4 separate regions of the Zea mays genome follow, and all the other regions are linked to region 1. A link is a contact called in public Hi-C data. All regions are on one chromosome and are shown on one strand. Each heading gives the region's core, a stretch centred on a gene start, on an enhancer-like site or on the middle of the called end of the contact. The rest is flanking DNA. Distances are from core to core; before and after follow the strand shown. Region 1 holds the start of LOC103642034 (xyloglucan endotransglucosylase/hydrolase protein 24). Region 2 holds the start of LOC100285033 (zinc finger, C3HC4 type family protein). Region 3 holds the start of LOC100277867. Region 4 holds the start of LOC100281870 (60S ribosomal protein L7-like).

Region 1 (5,309 bases), core at 1,841-4,340:
ACCGGTATAAGTGACCGTTTGGAAGTGGGAAAGAGTTGAAAGACACTCGTCCTACGTGGACTCCTCAACGGGGAGTAAGTTCTTCCAAATCAAACCTCGAGAAACAAATCGTCGTGTTTATTTGTGTTGATCATTACTTTGTGATTTGATTTTTCCTCTCCCCTCTCTAGTTTCTTGCTTGTATTCGTTTTGAGTTGGCTCCCAATGTAATCCACAATTGATTGAGCAACTCTAAGCAAGAAGAACTTCTCTCCCTCACTCCTATTTCATTTACACTTGTTATAACGCTAACCTCAGGTGAAGTTTTGTGTTCAAGTTTATAATTTTTAGGTTTCGCCTATTCACCCCCCTCCAGGCGACTTTCAAGTTCTCTAGGACATGAGGGGCCCAAGAGGCTAACATCGTTAGGTGCTCCGAGACACGAGGGGCCCTATGAGCTTATGTCGTTTGATGCCCTAGAGCGCAAGGGGCTTTAGGGACTTACATTGTTAGGTGCCTTGGGGCTTAAGGGTCCCGTGCCTCAAGGTGTGAGAGCATTGGGGGTTACACCATCGAGTGCTCTATGGCATGAGGGCCCTCGAGGCTTATATCATTGGGTGCTCGGACACAAGGAGTCATAGAGGCTTGTACCATGAGGAGCCTAAGGCATGGAGGGCCCTAGGCTCTTTTGTTTGCATGCCACATGATGTGGTCGTGTGGATTTAGTTTAGATTATACCCCTAAATAAACTAATGAAGAATTGAGGCCCTTCCTTGTCAGGGTCAAAGGATATCTCTAGGCCACAAGGCATCTAGAGTAGTATCCCCACCATGGTGGGCTCTAAAATCAGTCTCCTCGGTAGCCATGGGTATGATCTTTCCTGAGCGCTAATAGTGGCTTCTAGACCTGCTTGTGATATTTCCTAAGCACTAACAGTCTCCTAGGTCCACCACTGGAATGGCCCGCCTGTGATCTTTCCCGGGCGACAGCGACGTGACGGCTTCTGATTGGTCCACGTGTGTTAGGCATTGCAACAGGCACACATTGCAACTAACCGTTTGATGTTTAAACAATTCGGAAAAAAAATAGTCACAAATTTCATGTACTTTTCTTTTAATTATTATGAACTTTGTATTTTTTTAATTCAATAAAAAATGTTGTGCGGATTCTAAACGTTGAAATAAATATGTGTGAATTACTTAATTCTAAAATAGAAAAACTGATATGGCTATAGGCTGAGGATATGCACCGGAGCGGCATGGACGAGAGTGGAATCGAGATCTAACGTGGCATGGAGAGGCAAGAGGGAGATGTACTTTGGTGTACTTCCCTTGAATCTCTTGAGGCGTTGTTTAAATGTGTATTAAAAACTATAAATCTGAAAAAGTCAAAACGTGTTGTATTTTGATTCGTAGGTAGTACATATATTATAAGAGACGGGAGAGGTTTGTAGACTTGTAGTACGAACTGTATACACGCAAAGCTACTACACCACCTAGGATCAAGTAACGAGCTCTGGTTTCCCGAGGAAAGCAAGGGACGTGCTGCTGCTCCAGTGGCCAACTTACTGAAACCGAGCTTGCGTATAAGCATAATCGATTGCTTTCAACGATTCTCTTGCAACCAACCAAATGAATCATCTCCTACTACAATGTTATTTCACACCAAAGAATCGATTAGTATAAACAATGAATGTGGGACTACACATAATCTATGCGTGTATATATAGCCCTGTCGTATAGTGTGCTCTGATCGTCGACATCGCAATCAAAGTGCATCGTGGTGTTAGCCCATCTCTACGCTGCCTACACGGCTACGGCATGGAGCACTCGGGAGGGACGCCCAGCGGGAAGCGCTTGGCGTCGGCGCAGTAGTCGTACACCATGTAGTTGTCTCGCGCCCACTTCATCGCCTGCTGCGCCGCCGCGTCCATCTGCAGCCCGTACCCACCGCCGGCCGCCGCCGTGAAGTTGCGGTACTGCGCCACGAAGGGGGCCTGCGACCAGTCCGTCTTGACGCGGCCGCCCTGCGTGGCCCAGTCCTCGGCGTTCCACAGCGAGCCGTACAGGCGCATCCCCTGCGACGACGGGTACGGCACGCCCCAGTCCGCGTGGTTCTTGAACTCCCGGACCGGCGTCCCGTCCACCAGCACGCTGCGTGCATATGTCATCAGCACGCCACGTTGTTAGATCGGCGTCGGCCGTCGGCGATGGATGGTACGGTGCATATATGGCGTCTGCGAGCGGAGCGCTTACAGGATGTGCTGCTGCGTCCACTCGATGGAGTAGGTGTGGAAGTCGGCGGTGGGGTCGAACCAGAGGTGGAACTGCTGCTCCCGGCTGCCGCTGCCGCCGGCGTACACGTTGGTGTGCAGCGTGTACGGCTGGCCGCTCACGTTGCCCAGGAACTCGAGGTCGACCTCGTCGTGCACATCCCACGGGCCCTCCGAGACGAACTGCATGCACCGTCGATCGTCAGAAAATAAACCCGGCCGTTGTCAGGTCAGGACGTTAGGTGGTGGTGCACTGGTGCTCGTGCTCGCGGATGCGTTGCTGAAACTGGAAGCTAGCTAGCTTACGTAGAAGGTGGTGACCGTGCCGGCGGAGTTGTTGGGGACGAGCTTGATCTGCACGTCGGCGCGCGCGAAGAGGAAGGTGTCCTTGGAGCGGAACCCGGAGCCGGAGGTGTGGTCGAGCGACAGCGTCAGGACCTGGCCGTCGGGCGACACGCTCCCGCGGCCGTCGCCCCACGTCAGCTCCAGGCCGTCGTCGACCCTGGCCGCCGCCGCCGCGCAGGCGGCGTAGAGCCCCAGAAGCAGCGCCAGCAGCACGCGTGCCCTCGAGCTAAAAGCGCTCGACATTGCTTAAGCCTCGCACCGGCCGGCTCAGGCTCTTTTTTTTTTTGAAGAAAAAATATATGTTTCGAAGAGCTGGTGAGTGAGGTGAAGAGAAGGCTAGTAGCAGGCAAGAGATGGATCGAAGATGGTAGTGAGATGGAGGATATGCGTGTCTCGCTCTCGCCACAAGGCTTATATATAGAGTCCGCGGGCAGGTAATAAGGATCGAGGCGCGGACGTAGGACAGGGCAGACCGGCAGAGCAGAGCGCGCACGGCTGGCGATGCGGCGACGACAGCGGGGCTGTGTGCCTGCCAGCCTCTCGTGTTGCTGTGCCGGACTGCCGGTGCGGGTGCGGGCGCCGCTGCGCGCGCGAGACGACCACGGTCCACGGTGGGGTAATACAGATAGCTGACGAGCAGAGCCCCAGACGGGAGACGCAGGAAGCAGCAGCAGCAGCACCGGCGGACGCCGCACGCGACTGGCTGGCAGCCAACTGCTGCAATGTGCTCCTAGGACGGGTTTCTGGGGGATTCTTGCCGATCTGCTCATGTGGGCAGGCATCGGTTTTAAACTGACTGACCAATGTCTGTCCGCCACAGCATCATGCATCGAAGCAGAGCAGCACCGGTTCGTAGCAATCATTCCAACCTGAGGAATGATACTCGATACTGCTTGTTATCCGAGCTCTCGTGATATACTTGTTCTTCTCATAATCAATAAGTATCGTAACGATAAATGATATCATGATCCAAAATTTATATAATGAACAACGAGTTCATGATTTGGTATAAAAATTATTAGTAGAGAAAATGAAATACAAATAATAAGTTGTATAATTAAGTGACCTTACACTAAGTTATCCATCCACCACATATATAACGCTAGTAAAAACTATAATAGCAAGCAAGCAACACTCTCACCGACTACTGATACATTCACCAATTGATAAAAATTATGAAGTAAATAAGGAATAACAAGTTTGTTGTTCGTTTATAAAATAAAATGACAATATGCACTAGGTTTGGTCGGGTTTAAAAAACACACGGGTTCACGGGTTTGGGTACTATAGGAACAAACCCGTACCTATAAACCCGCTGGGTATAGATTTATGCCCATTAACAAACCCATGGGTATGAAAATTGACCAAAACTCATACCCTAATGGGATAAAAACCCATCGGGTTTCGGGTACCCATTGCCATCTCTAAAGTCCGTGGGGCATCGGCAGTACAATTGGAGCCGGCGAGCCGCTCGATGCAGGTGCGGCGGTGACCGAGCGAGAAACTCGCGTTGCCAAGCTGCCCAGATGGAGTCTTTCGGCTTTCGACCACTACTACTTCGTACGCTCTGGTCGTGGTCGGCCCACCAACTGCCCCGCACGCTCTGTTTTGGGCTTTTGGCCCCCGTAGGGTCGGCCCGTAGTCCACGCATTGGGATTTTGACCTACCAAAGCTACGAGTGGGTTCTTTTCCTATTTCGTTTTCTCTCTACGAAACAACACTCACCAGTCAAACACCCCTTATCTTACCCACTATTTGTCGGCGCGCGTGGAAGAAGAAGCGAAAATTTGGAAGCAGCAGCACCGGCAATGGGCGGACGCTAAGGCTGGACAAAATACTCATTGACCGTGAGCTCGCTCGATTTGTGATCAGTTCGGTTCGACTCGACTCATTTCAATTTTATCATAAGATGAACTAACATCTCAGCTCGGTTCGTTAACGAGCCAGCTCGTTAGCTCGAATGAGCTAGCATTTATCTGTAAAACAAATCCTATATATATTGGATGAATTAATAAGTGATGAAATATGTTAATTTAGAATTTAAATGATGTGATGTATAAAATTATGAGTATCGTTAGTCTTTTCTAGTGTTAAATTAGTATAAAGTTAAGTAGCAGTTGATTATATTGTTGTGCATATATATATATATATATATATATATATATATATATATATATATATATATATATATATATATATATATATATATATATATATATATATATATATATATATATATATATATATACACACTATTTTTTATTGTGGCTCGCAAGCTAAACGAGCCAGTTCAAGCTCGCAAACAAGCCGAGCTAAGCTGGTTTTCTAGCTCGATTGCTTAACGAGTCGAACCGAGGCACCTTTTTCCTTTAACAAGCCAGCTGAAGCTTCGGTCGAGCCGAGGCTCGATATCCACTTCTAGCTGACCAGATCCATATTACTCTCGCCCCTTGCTGGAACGCGGGCGATGCCGAGTGATACCGAGCAGATGCAGAGCTGCTGGTGGCACATGTGAACACCAGTGGCCAGTGCATGCACGCGGGCCCTGGCTCCGTGATCTAGACTTCTAGAGACAGTCGCCTCCCGAGACGGTAAAAATCCGTGATTGAGCATGCGTCGCGTTGGTGTCTTGAGAAACCGTGTGTGCGGCTGCGGTACGAGGTGGTGTTTGCCTTACGCGATGAAATGAACACATATATAACGGCCATTTTTT
Region 2 (5,309 bases), core at 826-3,325, 190 kb before region 1:
CACTCGGTGACTGTGGGCTGTTCTCCCTGTTCAATGACCGTTTCCTTGATGTGTTGACCCTCTCCTTGAGCCGAGCCAGTAGATCACGCCCGGGACCGGGAGTGTCTCTTGACCTGTTGCCGGTTTCGCTACAAGAGCCTCCTGCATCCTTGCTGATGCTGCCTGGAGCACTGGTTCCATGTGGTGGCATTCTGTCGGGATTCCTACAAATCTTTGGTCTCCGTGGGGTAGCCGGTGTTGATTCATTGGCCACCGCTGCCCTGTGCACCTCCTTGCCTTTGGCTTTGCCAACAGAATGATGACCACTGCAGCCATGGCGCGAGCAGCAGTTCTTGGCCCTGGGGCGCGAACCGTCCTCTCTGAAGAGAAGAATTGATCCTCCCTTGGTTAATAGCAGGCCGCCGACTGTTCGTCTTCCCATGTGCTCCTCCATGTCAGATAACTGCCTGGAGTTAGAAGTGGTAGGAACAAGTCAGACATTTCCCGAGCACGACCATTACCGATTCAGGTCCTACCATGCCTGATATCAGTATTTAATTAATACCCAATGTAAACAACTGAAATACCGTTTAGCCTTCAAACTATAATCTGTATGATTAAAATGGGCTCAGCAGACCCAAAGAAGTGAAGAACATGATCTTTATCATTAATTTTACTGGCATGTTTGGATCCTGGGAATTGAATTTCATTTAATAATCATACTTTACGCACAGACCAATTAAGTTATAGAAGCACATCATGGCAGTCCTATAGACTTATATCTAAACATTGGAAATTTAAGAAATGACAAATTCTAAGTCAAACGGTCTAATCTATTAGGTAGATTCTAATTCTTCAAAGTAAACCAAATTAGTCAGGTGATCCGTTTACCTATTATAATCAGTCTAGATATATATGTGCCTGCTCATAGCACAACCAAAGCGCCCAAACGAATTTGCTGTACTAGCAACCTTTTCCCCTTCCTGTCTGAAATTATTCCTATCCTGAAAGGTCAATTTGGTCAAGCCTGCATACCACGACACAACACAACACAATAATGTACCAAAACCGAAAGGTGTACTGATTTTGCTTTACGGGAATTTTAGAGACTATTAATTTGTCGTTTGATTTTTTTTTTGACATCAACTTTGACCGGTTTGTCTTTTTCGGAATATTTGTGAAAATATAGAAAAATCCAATTCATAGTTAAAGTAAGCTATATGATAAACTAAATCAAAATGAAAATAAATGATAATGATGAGTTTTTTTTTTTAATAAGCCGAGCCAGTCAAAATTTAATAAAAAAAAGTTAAAACGACATTCACAGAGGGAGTAGGAGGCACCCGACGGTTGACACATACGGATTCCATGGGATCGTAACTGTCTTATCGCATAAGAAAAATATTATCTTTGTCTTGTAAGTGAGAAAAAAAAAGCATGAGAAAGAAAGTTGCTGGTTTCAGACAGTCGAAGCAACCGAAACATGCAGCAGAAAACGATTCCGTCTTTCAGAGGATAGACTTTGACCTGTATCCGGGGAAGAAAACAGAGCAAGTTTTTCGTTCTTTCTTTTGCGATAAGAAAAAAAAAGCAGAGGAAGTTTGATATAGTAAATGAAAGGGAATTGGATTGCAGAGACAAAAGAAAAAAAAACCAGAACTTTCGTGGACCATCAAATCTTCAAAGACCCAATAAAACCTATCGCGCGATCGATCACGATGGTAACAGGTATGTATTCCCAAACTTGCAGCGCCTACAGCTCGCACAGGCAGTCGCTACGGAAGAAGTGAACGAGAAAGGCGCGAAAGAACCACCCTGAATTTCAAAGGTGAACTGCAAACTCGTAGGCCAGTTTCATACTGTGGCACGAGCAACCAAAGAACACCAAACCAGACCCGAAAAGGTTGTAAAAGAAACGACGGGTAGCATGACAAGAACATAAATAACACGAGGAAGAAGAAGGAGAAAGAGCGGCCATGACCGACCTTCCTTTCCAAGCCTTTCCTTCAAACCGGGCGATTCTCCTCCACTGGAACCGGGCCGGACAGCGACCGGATCGACCCGGAGAATCGAGGGGAGGAATTGGGAGGGAGCGATAAGAGGAGATCACGAGTGGTGGGAGTTGTTATATACGCATGGCCAAGAAGAAGCAAGCCACAGAGGGAGGGGGTTGCGGAGGCGACAGGCGACGGAGACGAAGCCGGCGTGGCGGGCAGGAAGGGACGGCGGCGGGCCCGCGGGGGCAGGTCGTGTGGGAGCCGTCGGATCGGATTGGGCGGCTGGGCGCGCGCAGAATCCGACGGCTCGAGGGGGAGATGGCCCGGCACGGGACCCGCTCAAACGAAGGCCCAGGACCGCCCCCACCACCGAATTTCCTGCCCGATAATGTGCCGGCAGTAGTCGAGTGAGTGGACCCATGGAGAGGCTGACACTGACAAGCGGCCATCCTGTTGCCTGCGCATTTTTTGAGAGTTTTTTTTTGTCTGCTTTTCGTGAAGCAGTGTTAGTGTTTTCTGGTCCTTTTTCGCAAAAATAAATGGTGTTTTTTTTCATCATCTAGGCTATGTTTGATCAACTATTGAGCATAATCAACTATTTAGTTAGTTGTCCCGTACATTGCTAGTTTTCTATATGTCGGCGTTTCGAGACCGGGGGTCCCTAAGCCGACGAGTGAGTGTGCCGCGTGCCCCAGCCCAGATGGGTCGAGCGCGTGGGCGAGCGCGAAGGGGGGAAAGCGAGGTGGCCGGAGACGGGCGTGAGAGAGGTGGAAATCCCGCGGCCTTCGTGTTCGTCCCGCGCCCAGGTCGGGTGCGCTTGCAGTAGGAGGTTACAAGCGTCCACGCGGGTGAGTGAAGCGAGCGGCCCCAAGAGAGCGCCTGCCCCGTCCTCGCCCCCGCGCGGCCAACCTTCTCTAAGAAGGCCCTGGTCCTTCCTTTTATAGGCGTAAGGAGAGGATCCAGGTGTACAATGGGGGTGTAGCAGAGTGCTACGTGTCTAGCGGGGGGAGAGCTAGCGCCCTAAGTACATGCCAATGTGGCAGCCGGAGAGATCTTGGCACCCTGCTGGTGTGATGTCGTGGCTGTCGGAGGAGCAACGGAGCCTGGCGGAGGGACAGCTGTCGGAGCGGTTGAGTCCTTGCTGACGTCCCAATGCTTCCGTAAGGGAGCTGAGAGCCGCCGTCGTCACAGGGCTAGCGGGGCGCCATCATTGCCTATCTGGCGGAGCTAGCCAGATGGGACACCGGTCTTGTTCTCTGCGGCCCGAGTCGGCTCGGGGTAGGGTGATGATGACGCTTCCTGTTGACGTGGCGGGCCTGTGCCCTAGGTCGGGCGACGTGGAGGCTCCTCTGAAGCCGAGGTCGAGTCTGTCTTCCATGGCCGAGGCCGAGCCCGAGCCCCTGGGTCGGGCGAGGCGGAGGTTGTTCGGCAGAGGCTAGGGCGGAGTCCGAGCCCTGGGGTCGGGCGAAGCGGAGTTCGTCGTCTTCTGGGGCTGAGCCCGAGTCCGAGCCCTAGGTCGGGCGGAGCGGAGTTCGCCGTCTTCCGGGGCCTAGCCCGAGTCCAAGCCCTAGGTCGGGCGGAGCGGAGTTCGCCGTCTTCCGGGGCTTAGCCCGAGTCCGAGCCCTGGGTCGGGCGGAGCGGAGTTCGCCGTCTTCCGGGGCTTAGCCCGAGTCCGAGCCCTGGGTCGGGCGGAGCGGAGTTCGCCGTCTTCCGGGGCTTAGCCCGAGTCCGAGCCCTGGGTCGGGCGGAGCGGAGTTCGCCATCTTCCAGGGCTTAGCCCGAGTCCGAGCCCTGGGTCGGGCGGAGCGGAGTTCGCCGTCTTCCGGGGCTTAGCCCGAGTCCGAGCCCTGGGTCGGGCGGAGCGGAGTTTCCTATGGCGCCTTTGGCAGGGCCTGACTGCCTGTCAGTCTCACTCTGTCAAGTGGCACTGCAGTCGGAGTGGCGCAGGCGGCGCTGTCCTTCTGTCAGACCGGTCAGTGGAGCGGCGAAGTGACGGCGGTCACTTCAGCTCTGTCGGGGGGCGCGCGTCAGGATAAAGGTGTCAGGCCACCTTTGCGTTAAATGCTCCTGCGACTCGGTCGGTCGGTGCGGCGATTTAGTCAGGGTTGCTTCTTAGCGAAGGCAAGGCCTCGGGCGAGCCGGAGATGTGTCCGCCGTTAAAGGGGGGCCTCGGGCGAGACGGAAATCCCTCGGGGTCGGCTGCCCTTGCCTGTCACACCCGGTTTTAGAAGGCAAACCGAATGCGAACCATGTACGTGCCAGGATCAGTTATTCACGTACACAGCAGTTACATAACATGGACATCATCACACAGTGCTCAAAATAGTATTAATAAGGGAAATAGTCGATTACATTATACGTCTGAGACGTCCATATAGTTCTTACAATAAATCAAAGTGCGGAAAAGAAACGTAGATAACCGCGGCCTTCACAGGCAGCCGACTGGGGGTTGCCGCTAACCCACACCTAGAACTCGTCGTAATCTTGGAACTCCTGGAAGTCTCCTTCCACAGCTTCATCTTCGCCTGAGCAGTGGTTGCAATGCTGACAACCTGGGGATGGGGGGGGGGTTTGGTGTGTAGAGCAAGGGTGAGTACACATCAACATACTCAGCAAGTATCCTGTTTGGCTGTAGTGGACTGGCTGTATGTGGGGATAAGTCAAGCAGTTGCTTTTAGTTGGTCAGATTATTACTTACTAGTAGAAAGCCAAGTTTTAGCATTAACCCAAGTTATTAACCCAAACGTACTCCTTTCCAAACGGAAAGAGTACCACTTACCTGCACCATAGTCATAACCAGAATCATCGATCTCATAACCACCTGTACCAAAGTATCTCTGATCAAGTACCACTAATCACTGGAGCTCCCTTGGCCGCTCATAACTGTGAGCACGGCTGATATATCAGTTTTTCAAACACTCTGCAGAGGTTGTGCACTTTACCCACAAGCCGTGATTCCCATTCTGCCCGGAGATCATGACTCTCCATTGATCACTACCAAGGTGACCCAGCAGGGCATCACTACGTAGCCTTTACAAAGATTCCCCGGGGCTGTAGCCACCCGTTAGGTTTCCTAAATGCACCGCACTCCTCCCCAAGGGGCGAACCCAAACTTGGCAGAGCGAGCCGCATACACCGAGCCCCATTGACGGCACGACGGCTAAGTGAACTACACCCCGGATCCTCTAATTATTCAGCTAAGGGCACCCCATTCTACCCTCATGGTTGCACTGTTTTCCCGGGCGGTCATCCATAGAACAGGTCCTTACGGAGAGGCACTCGAGAAACCGCTCGAGCCCCCTTGATGACCACAAGCATAACATCATAATAAGA
Region 3 (5,309 bases), core at 1,771-4,270, 140 kb before region 1:
CTCGTCCCTTTGTTGTCTGTAACTGTGACCGCTCGCATGATGCCGTAATCAGGCCCGCAATTTAATTTGGAGCATGACATGTAACGTAACTTGATTATCAGTGGCTATAAGTTTAAATAAGACGATATCAGTTTGTAGTGTAATATCTCATTATAGTTAAACTTAAATAAACATAATTTTAACGTTATTGGTTACTCAGATTACAAATATATGAACCAAACTGCCTAGTTTGTTTGACAACAAAAGTACAGCCGCTTTCAGTATGTGTGTGTGTTGGTGTGATGATTCAACACGGCACAGCATGGCGGAACAATAATCATCAGCCCAGCCGATAACCCTATCCTAGACTCCTACGTGATGTCTCCTTGTTAGGTTCTCCGGTTAGCACAGGCGCGCAGCGCTTCAATGCATCTGCTCCATCACACAAAATCATTCTTCCAAGAGATTTGTACCCACACACACACACACACACACACAAACCCTTGGAGGTTTCCTTCCCATGTAAAGCTCCAGCTCCACTGAGTTCCAAAGTAGCCCTAAAGTGGAATTGGGAGGGAACTCCCTGCACTGCAATGTAGCTCCACTGAATTCTTCGGGGCGGCCTTTAGTTCTGGGCATGCCTTATTAATCCTTCTGCTAAATGTCAACTGGGCTCCTTTGCTTGGCCGTCTCCGTCTATGTATAAAAGTCAACCGAGGAACCAGCATCCGCATGTTACTACTAACTAACATCGTCTCACTTGAGAAAAAGAAATGCCTTCAGAGATTGGTAAAGGCCTTATGAACCGCACAGAACGGCACCAGAACCAGACATAAGACACCTGAAAACAAAAAACAAGCCCCTCTTGCTCCGTCCATCTATTTCTCCGAGTATCGAGAAAAAAAAAATCCAGCACAGGTGCTGCTATGGAGTATGTACAGGCGCACATTCAGATGAGCAGCCAGCTCATGACACTCGATCTACCTTGACGCTGCTGGACTTGTTGGCTCCGTCGCCGGAGAGACGGGCAGGGCAGGGGGACGGACGACTACACCCTGCATGCATGGCACCAAAACGTGTGCGTCCAGTGCCAGTCTTTACTGCTTGCTTATTAATTAACGCGCGCAGCTTCCCGCTCCACGTCCGCGTCGTCTACTGCGCGGCCGCGATCACGGAGGATGAGCGGTGGCTGGGCCACGGCGGCGGCGGCGGCCGCCGCTTGCGCTGCTGCTGCTGGTGTTGGTGCTTGACGGCGGGGCGCTGTGTTGACGCCTCCAGCTCCGAGGTGAGGATGTCGAACATCACCTGCACGTCCCTGTATCCACAGGTCTGCACGTCCTCGTGGAGCTTCAGTATGCTGCCGCTGCTGCCTGCAGGGGGGTTCCAGGGATAAGAGGATTTTAAGGATTTTATTGCAGGGGGTTCCAACTTCCAACAGAAAGCTAGCAGCCTGGCATGAAACGGACGGTAAGAGGATCGACAGACACACACCATCTCTTCCGTCCCGCATTCGATACTCTACCGCGACAGCAACTCGTGTGAAACCTTAAGCTTCATCATCCTTATCTTCTAGTACAACCTACAGTCCAATCAAGAGTCCTCCAGAGGGAAGGACTCAACCAAGAACATCTCCTTCCGGAGTACGAGTTCTCACCACCAGACCAGCAACCGTCCATGGACACGAGACATGGACTTTATTCCGTTTCGATCAGCATCCGGCATGTCAAATCCTGACCGGCCGGGAACGAGCACCACACACACACTTGCCCCGCACCGAGGACAATCCATCCAACGGACGGCCACCCAGGGGCAGAAAGCGAAGCGGCTACGAGTACTTTAGAAGAAGACAAGATTTATACCGCCACCCAGGTGCAGAAAGCAAAGCTCAGCGGCCACCCTTGCTACGTCATGTAAGTATACTAGTAACTAAAATCTTGCTAGCTACGAGTACTTTAGAAGAAGACAAGATTCTCAGATCAGTCTGCAGCTGCTCGTCCTCTGCTCCGCCGCAACTGCAAAGTGCAACAAGCCCAGGTTCACACCGCAACGGGAGGTGGCTGAATTTTATATTGAAGGGACAGAAGCCCAGGTTCCCTACGGTTGTATGGCTGTCGTTGTCCCCGATCGACTGAGACATGAGATCTGCGCGTGCCGCTGGCGCTGGCGCTCATCAGCTGCAGATCTGGGAGAGCCGCTGGCCAGACGATCGGGGATAGGAGTGAGAGTGTGGGGGGTCATCTCATCTGCATTGGTCAGTTTTCTGTCTGGCAGAGCCGCAGAAGAAGATACTCCGCGTCCGCGGTTGGCGAGCGCCATCTGCCTCGTGAGCACTTGGTTTGGTGGGTGCATGTGCATCGTGTACCAGGTTGACTTCCTCTGACAGCATTAAAAGTTTGGTGAGCTAGCGTAGCCCCTCCGCAGATTGGAATGAAAATCGGCGAGGAGTCAACGCATGCTACTTCCTAGTATTACCTTGTTGCAGTTGCAGGATCTATTGTTCAGCCAAAGTGGCTCATGTATCATCATCATCATTATATCTAGGTATGATCAAGAAGCTAGTAGTACTGAAGCAGCCAGCTATATATGTATGTCAACGATCTGTTTGGAAAACACGAGACCGAACGAGCAGGGTACTGAGGGCGTTCGAGGGATGGGGCGGCATATACAGTGCCGCGTGCATACCTGCGTTGCGCGCGCGGACGCGGGTGGAGACGGCGGCCCACGCGCGGCGCGCCGGGGACACCACCTTCTTCCGCCACCACGCCATGACAGCGCGCACGGGCGCCGGGATCCTCGCGGCGGCCAGCCTAGCTCGACGCCCGCCGACGTGCCGCCCTCTGCCCCTGATCTGATGAAGTGATTGATGATCGAGCGCGCTCTCCTCTCCGGTGACCAGGTCAGGTCAGGTGTGGCTGCTGCCTGCTGCTGTTTGTGGAGACAGCGCGCGCGCGCGCAGAGGCAGGGCTGCGTGCGTTGGTTCGTTATTGGCCTGGCCGCGACGGCTGCTGCCTGCTGCTGCTGCTGCTGCTCAGAATTTCCTGCGTTCCGGATGGGCGTGCGTGCTCTGGTTTTTATCCCGTGGCTTTGCGAGGTTGGCAGGCCAGGCAGGCAGGCAGGCGCAGGCTGCTCAGCGGCGCGTGCGTCGGTGCCTCGTGGCGGCACACGCCAGTCGAACTCGAACACTTGTGGGCTATAGGCGCGCACGCGTACGTGCGAATGCGGAATGCCTCTGGTCTCGGCTCGGACACGGGATTTGACAGTTGACACACACGAGGTCTGGTCTGGAACTGGAAGGAAGGACACGGGATTTGTTCCTTCGGCCGCGCGCTGCTGTCACGGTCCACTCTCGTTCATTCAGTCAGCCAGTCAGGGTTCGGTACCCTGCTAAAGTTTGACACGGGGGGCTGTTTCCACAGGGGCATCATCATCTCACCGTCAAATTCTGACTATCTACAGACCCTATCTAGGCCACGAGATTGCGTAGTCGTTGCATGGACATGGACTGAACTTGTTGCAGCGGCATTGGCATGGTTTAGGCCCTCCTTTGGTGCAGATTTACCAGCTTTGGGCCAAAAGATGAAACGCTATACTAGTAGTATCCTATATATCTATTCACAGTTCCACACTGCATGCGAAGGTCATTACGACGGATACGCAATAAACAAGGGACTGGTCGGTGGCGATGGACAAGTGAAAGCGACATGAAAACGCAGACGGATTGTGCATGTCGTTGACGGGTGGCTGCTGGATGGACGGCTATTCTATTATACCATGTTATACCATGTGTTGAGGCCTTCGTCCTCCGAAAGTTCTCAAAAACATAATTTAACAATGTCTTCTAAGTATGGTTTATGGACAGATATCTTCGGATTTATTATAAAAGCATACACGATGAGGAGCTTGATCGTGACGAAGGTTGTCGTCGCTCCGAAGTTGTGCGAAAGGGAGCTTCGGCAAAATCGCAGAAAAGGGGACCGACTTAAAAGGGAAAAGACTGTTCAGTCCTCATATATTTTTTATAAGCCAATAGTAAATATAAAGGACATAATTGTAATTTCTCAAAGGCTGTGTCCTATGCCTATAAATAGATGAACAGTACCCCCGTACTGTTCACGTGGACTGATACTCATTTTTACGTCACGCTTGTACTTTCACTTTCTGTCAAGTCGAAGGTACAAATGTAATTCAATATTGTCATCATTTATTTATGATTATATAATAAGAAATGTATATGATGATGTTATACGTTTATCCCTTATGTTTTACATGTCTCATTCGCTCTTGATATATATATATATATATATATATATATATATGTTGAAATGATGGAGGTATGTCTTTCATGATCTTCGTTCGAAGATCATTATGTCCTTAAGGAAATAATATTTCGAAGGACGAAGAACATTAACAAGTAACCTGCTTTTTGTGTTGCCTTGTTCTCAATTTATAGCATTTAAGAGCAAGTCTCCAACATTGGCGCCCACCTCCGATGAACCCTTTTCGACCACCTTCGGCAAGCACTGACCTTCGTCATGCCGCCGAAGAAAGCTTCAGCGCCAGGGACTACCGCACTACAGCCACTGGACCCAAATCAGGAGACCCTTTCTCTTCGAGAGGCTCGAAGCTAGAAGAGGAAGGCCACTAGCCTAACACTCTAGGAGGAGGAGTTGGACCAAGAAATCAGAAACATGGAGATAATCCATCAACAAGTACAAAGGAAGAAGGAGAAGATGGCCCGACTGACTGATCTTCAGAGGCAGATTGACGAAGCCACTGAAGAAGTACGCCATCTTGCTCAAGACGAGCAAGATCAAAGGCCTCAACACAGGGAGCTTCATCAAGAAGGCCTATTCAATGAGGATGGATGGTATGATGATTTTAATCATGATACCTTTACCTTTGATTACGCTTCTCCCTTGGCAGCAGAACTGCAGGCTATCCCATGGCCCCCATCATACAAACCACCTCAACTCCCTATGTATGATGGACATTCGGATCCGAAGCAGTTTTTGATGAGTTATGAGGCAACCATATCTTCATATGGAGGCAATACAGCTGTCATGGTAAAATCCTTCGTGTAAGGCCTAAAATTAGTAGAAAAAAATTATATATCATAAATAATAAAATAAAGAAATAAGAATATCTAGGATAGTATTTCTAGAATTTCCAAAAACCCTTGAGAATTTATTAAGATCCTTCCCATTTATAATCAATTAATGATATTAAGTTAAGCAATCATCAAACAAAAATGAAGAAAATGCATCCCTTGCTTATCACTTTGGCTAAGTCATTTCATTGAAGACATAATTTGGATTTGACCTTAGAATTTT
Region 4 (5,309 bases), core at 1,484-3,983, 140 kb after region 1:
AAAACAGAGGTAAGAAAAGGCGTAGCCAAAACTTACAGACAAAGCATAGCCAAACTAAGCGCACGTTCAAAAGCATTGTAAGTACGTGTATACAACCTACAGAAAAGGCGGGCAAGTGAATTGCATCGTTCGACTTTGAAAAAAAAAAGATCGTGGGATGGTGGTGGGCCGGTTGGAATTTTTCGCACGTAATAAGGCAAGAGCAAGATCAGCATATCGACCGAACGTCCAAAGCGACGATGCGCTGGTAGCAGCACTCTCGAGACGCTTGTAGAATGCAGATCGTTCGTCATCAACTTTTATATATTCCTTCTCCCAGCCGAGAGAAAAAATAATACTACTTGGGGAAGCTTCGATCTTGATGAACCGGACCAATCTCGTGATGACGTGGGTGTGGATTCCGGAGGTTGCTGAACACACGCGTCGCACTTGTCGTCGCGGCCGGGTCGACTAGAGTACACGTGAAACGCTATCCGCTGTGGCTTTCTCACGGAATCGTCGCTGTGGCCGGCCACTGTACTGTACGCTAAAATAAGAATGTCTTGCCCGTAAGCATGGTTTCTCTACTACATGAAGCACGCGTTATTATTAGCGCATTATCGGCTGCTAATAACAGGTCGCGACTCGCGAGTGGTTAGCCAGACACGTTAGTGTATGCGTGATGATCGTATGGAGCTGGCCACGCACGCGGCACGCCGACCGCGCGTCGGATGCACGTGGCAGCAGCGACGTGCGGCCGGCAGTGCCATCTCTGGCATGCAAAGGGTCAAAGATGGTCGTCGTACGTGTGACGTGTCCAGCTTGGTTGGTGACACGGAAGTACACAAAGTACAGGAGCGCATCGACGTTACACTTACACATGCATGATACAAATAATTAAAATGGGCAGAGAGGATCGTCTCTGCTGACAGCGACGAGCTGAGGCGGGGGGAGATGGTCGTCGACGGCTCGACGCGATTAAAATTGGACGGCCTGAAAAGGATGTCTGCAAGGCATTGCTGCTGCTGCTGCTGTAGCGCTGGCGGCAGTCTAGCACTATCGAGTGATCAAACTCCATACCTCAGTCAAAACGTGACAGATCGAAAGACTGCGGGATAAATTATGAGTCTATGACAACAAACACACAATATAAGTTATTCCGGCAGATCGAGAAGTGAACTATGACAACCTTACTAGAGACAATGGTTTTCTAAATCCAAGAAACAACTAAACCTATAAAAATACAGATAATAAATATAGAAAATCGTGAAGACATAGACTATTCACCAAGACTCTATCTTTTATTTTTTTATACTTAATCCCTATAAACCTCTTAAGATAGGCTTCCTTTAACGAGGATGTACATGCCCTAAAACCGTAGTCAGAATACCTGAACCTGACGCTGCTTCCCGGGCCATCTCTTTGACTTTTGCAGGCCAAGTTCATTGACACTTAAAAAATATACTGTTGCTCATCTTAACTGTGAAGAAGGTTTTTTCTAACCTATGTAATTAGTACTACACTAAAAGTAATAAACAGTTGTACAACTAAACTTCTCGTCTAATCGTCGTACGATCATATTATCAAAGGTTATAAAATTTATAATAAGTTTATTATTTGTCTGTCAATATATCAAAATTTAATTCTAAACCATTTAAAATTAAAAGATGAAAAAATGAAAATATTCGTGATTTTTTCTCCTTTTTATATGTCTTGTTATAGTGTAAATTAGAAATTGTAATTTGATATATTCATAGAATAAATAATAAAGTATATATAATAATAATAATAATAATTTCCGATAGTTTGATTATATGATGATCACATAGAAAATTTAATTGTCAAATACTTTTTTCACCACTAAAAAATAAATTAGCCATGAAAAAACCACGCTATCTAGTTTTTATAATACCTTTTGTGACTTTTTATTAAGGTTCTGAACAGTTTATTAGAATATCTATTAGAATGCGTGTGTATGCTATATTCGCACTTCATATTCAGCAGATGTTTGCATAGCTGGTTTTCTTTGCACCCCTAAAATAGCAGGTGTTACCAATGAAAAATATTATCTCTGTATCCTTGTGTAAATAGAATTACGGATGGAATGAACTTTCAGCCAGAAACAATACAATATTTTCGAATAAGGCCTAGACCAACTTCAATAAAACGTATAAATGTTTTGTATTATAGATAATACTGTTTATAAAATGAAGTTTGAATTATGGATTATTATAGATGATATTGTTTATAAGATGAAGTTTGAAATAGGGATTAAGATAGATAGTGAGATAGGTAGTCAGGAGATAGTGTAAGAGTTATATGCATTTCTTTCGATTAAATGGAAAATGATCCTTCGTGGACCTTATTTTAGAGCGACGCAACCATGCTCCATGGGCATTCAGGCTCAGCATAGCCCAAGTTTTCCGGAGAGAATGCTCAGAATTCAGAAATAGAATGGCCACGACAGTTGTTGTTGTAACTTGTAAGTCCGCACGGCGTCCACACCCCACGGTGCATGCACGTCCAGGTCCAAGCAGAGCGTTGTTTTCCGGTCCGCTCCGGCACTACTCGTGTAATCGTGTTAAACGATCCGAACTTACGAAGCGCTGGACCCAACAATCTCACGGCCCACGATAGCCTCCACTCAAGCTCACCTGTTTCCACCAGCCCACCAACACACGCCACGCCGTGGGCCCAAACAATCCCCATCCGTCGGATCACCTCCACAAACCCTAGCCACCGAACCCCTCCTACATAAACCGCTCTTCCCATTTCCCTCGCCCTGCGCCGCCTGCGTCCACCTCCGCTCGCCGCTCTCCCCGCGTATCCCTCTCATACGCAGCTCGCCCAGGTAAGGTAAGCCAGCGCGCCGCACGCCATTGCCGCCCTCGTTGTTTACTTCGCGTTTGGATCTGTGGCTGAGGAGCTGCGCGTTGGTTGGCCTGTGGCCATGCAGATGTCGTCCGTGGCGTCGAAGGTGGCGGTGCCGGAGTCTGTGCTCCGCAAGCGGAAGCGCGAGGAACAGTGGGCCACCGAGAAGAAGGAGAAGGCCCTAGTCGAGAAGAAGAAGTCCATCGAGAGCCGCAAGCTCATCTTCACCCGCGCAAAGCAGTACGCCGAGGAATACGATGCCCAGGTCAGATCGCCGCTCCTAACCTGCCTGTAGACTATTCGTGCGGGGTGGTTGGTAGGGCTTATGTGCGGCATGCCGTTTTCATCCTCATGGCCTGTGGAATCTGTGTTTGATTGGGTTGGGCCGTGGCCTTACGCTGATACGGAGCGAGTTATGCGAATGCTACTACGTAACATGATCGGTTGCTGTCAATGGTTGTAGTAGTAAGAAATGTGTTGGCCAAAGTAGCAGCAGTAGGACCGGTTAGCTGCTCTGCTTAGTGTACAACAAACTGTTATATTGCTTAGTGCATTTGGAACGCATGTGGTTAATGCTTTTGTTGCAAGATGTCCGAGCACAATCATTTTAGAATCTATTCGTTGGACAAGTACGATCGTCCCAACTGTAAGCAATCTAGAATATTTTTGGTCATTATAGTTGCCTATGATGTTATTATCAGTAGACCATCTAGCATTTAGGGTCGTTGGCATTCTTCATATGCCTGATGAAAGAGAACCCGGATGTGTTATCTGTGTGCTTATGGGGATGCTTGGAGCAGGAGAAGGAACTGGTGCAGCTTAAGCGTGAGGCCCGTTTGAAGGGTGGTTTCTATGTCAGTCCTGAAGCAAAGCTGCTCTTTGTGGTCCGCATCCGGGGGTGAGTCTCAGGTTCATATGCCAGTATTTTACAGAGGATGAATTTGTATGCTTATGCTGTTTTCCATTTCTGTTGAAACTACAGTATTAACGCCATGCACCCTAAGACCAGGAAGATCTTGCAGCTTCTGCGATTGAGGCAGGTGTGTTCACTGATGTCTGTTTTTACAATTGCATTGCTGCTATTATAATTTTGTCTGATTGTTTGTAAAACTGAACATTTGTTTATTTTAGATCTTCAATGGTGTGTTCCTCAAAGTCAACAAGGCGACTATTAACATGCTACGCAGGGTTGAGCCATATGTTGCATATGGGTAAGTTTTCTAGCTGATTTAATTCTTCCGTTGCCGCTTATTTTGATATATCCTCCATTGAAAATACAGAGTTGAAAGCAGATCATACTGTTGCACTTGTTGCTTGAGTGAATTTTTACAATAGAATAGTGTGTTAAAATACTAAATGTGGACTTAGATTGCAATCTTAATCAAGGCTGTGAGTTTCTATGTTCAGTACTTCAGTTCTTGTTCAAAATTGTTAGGTTACATTAGCACTTCCCATCAGTGATTTTGGTGATAGTATTTGCTTTTACTAAAGTGAAAATGCACAGTGATGCATGCATATTCAAATAGTTCCTGCTAAACAATACTACAATAGATAAAATTTGAAAAAAACATAAAGCAGACAGTGCCTGGAGTAGTTCCTGCATCTTAGCTTGGTGACTCATCTGCTTCTGATGACCTTACTAAAGTGGCAAATCTTGTTTAGGTACCCAAACTTGAAGAGTGTCAGGGAGTTGATCTACAAGAGGGGCTATGGAAAGCTGAACAAGCAGAGGATCCCTCTGTCCAACAACCAAGTCATCGAGGAGGTTTGTAAACTTGGAACTCTACATCTGGTTCCTGTGTTCTGTTTATATATGACAATTTACATGATGATCTCCACCTTTTGGTGTTCTATCAGGGCTTGGGCAAGCACAACATCATCTGCATTGAGGATCTTGTTCACGAGATCATGACTGTTGGCCCACACTTCAAGGAGGCCAACAACTTCCTGTGGCCATTCAAGTTGAAGGCGCCGCTGGGAGGCCTGAAGAAGAAGAGGAACCACTATGTGGAGGGCGGTGATGCCGGTAACCGCGAGAACTACATCAATGAGCTCATCAAAAGGATGAATTAGGTTCACGATCAAGCTCATTGATAGTACCCTGTGCTCTAAGTGACTTCTTGTGCTATCCTTATTTTATATTAGAAAGTTGGATCGTGGATGAATATTCATGCAGTTTTGATGTTTCGAACTAGACGTGTATGGAAGAAATCTGATCTTCTTTCCGGAGGTTTGGGATTAATTATTTAAAGCGTTTTGTATCCGAAGGTGTTAGCACCAGTCTGTGTCCAAGACGCCTTTCGTAAGAACTACGGTCTGTTAGCACTCGCTTGCTCATCGAACTTAGGAATATACCGAGGCGATCATAACACCGCGAAATAGGGAAATATAATAATAAAAAAAAGAAACGGACGCTCTGGCCCTGAGTTTCGAAACACACCCTCAGGCCTACCACGGCA

Evidence for each region. Hi-C and Micro-C count contacts between places; a contact is called where the count stands out from the background.
Region 2: a Hi-C map of ear shows a contact between it and region 1, with 3 times the contacts expected there. The contact joins the promoter of LOC100285033 here to the promoter of LOC103642034 in region 1. A contact is called at or near these places in 4 of 25 Hi-C or Micro-C datasets (bundle sheath, ear, endosperm and 1 more).
Region 3: a contact with region 1 is called in a Hi-C map of tassel, with 10 times the contacts expected there. The contact joins the promoter of LOC100277867 here to the promoter of LOC103642034 in region 1. A contact is called at or near these places in 4 of 25 Hi-C or Micro-C datasets (ear, leaf and tassel).
Region 4: a Hi-C map of bundle sheath shows a contact between it and region 1, with 3 times the contacts expected there. The contact joins the promoter of LOC100281870 here to the promoter of LOC103642034 in region 1. A contact is called at or near these places in 2 of 25 Hi-C or Micro-C datasets (bundle sheath and leaf).

The regions. Positions count from the first base shown.
Region 1 is chr10:143,448,402-143,453,710 of Zm-B73-REFERENCE-NAM-5.0, forward strand. LOC103642034 (xyloglucan endotransglucosylase/hydrolase protein 24) reads right to left here and starts at 3,091. Exons shown (of 3, transcript XM_008665343.4): 1 at 2,558-3,091; 2 at 2,235-2,434; 3 at 1,566-2,132. The coding sequence starts at 2,839. The coding sequence ends at 1,793.
Region 2 is chr10:143,262,872-143,268,180 of Zm-B73-REFERENCE-NAM-5.0, forward strand. It overlaps LOC100285033 (zinc finger, C3HC4 type family protein), which reads right to left and starts at 2,076. Exons shown (of 6, transcript NM_001157928.1): 1 at 1,965-2,076; 2 at 871-983; 3 at 1-446. The coding sequence starts at 433.
Region 3 is chr10:143,308,109-143,313,417 of Zm-B73-REFERENCE-NAM-5.0, forward strand. It overlaps LOC100277867, which reads right to left and starts at 3,021. Exons shown (of 2, transcript NM_001151323.2): 1 at 2,662-3,021; 2 at 762-1,349. The coding sequence starts at 2,746. The coding sequence ends at 1,132.
Region 4 is chr10:143,587,494-143,592,802 of Zm-B73-REFERENCE-NAM-5.0, forward strand. It overlaps LOC100281870 (60S ribosomal protein L7-like), which reads left to right and starts at 2,734. Exons shown (of 7, transcript NM_001374448.1): 1 at 2,734-2,835; 2 at 2,936-3,115; 3 at 3,651-3,748; 4 at 3,833-3,890; 5 at 3,982-4,061; 6 at 4,513-4,615; 7 at 4,708-5,095. The coding sequence starts at 2,936. The coding sequence ends at 4,923.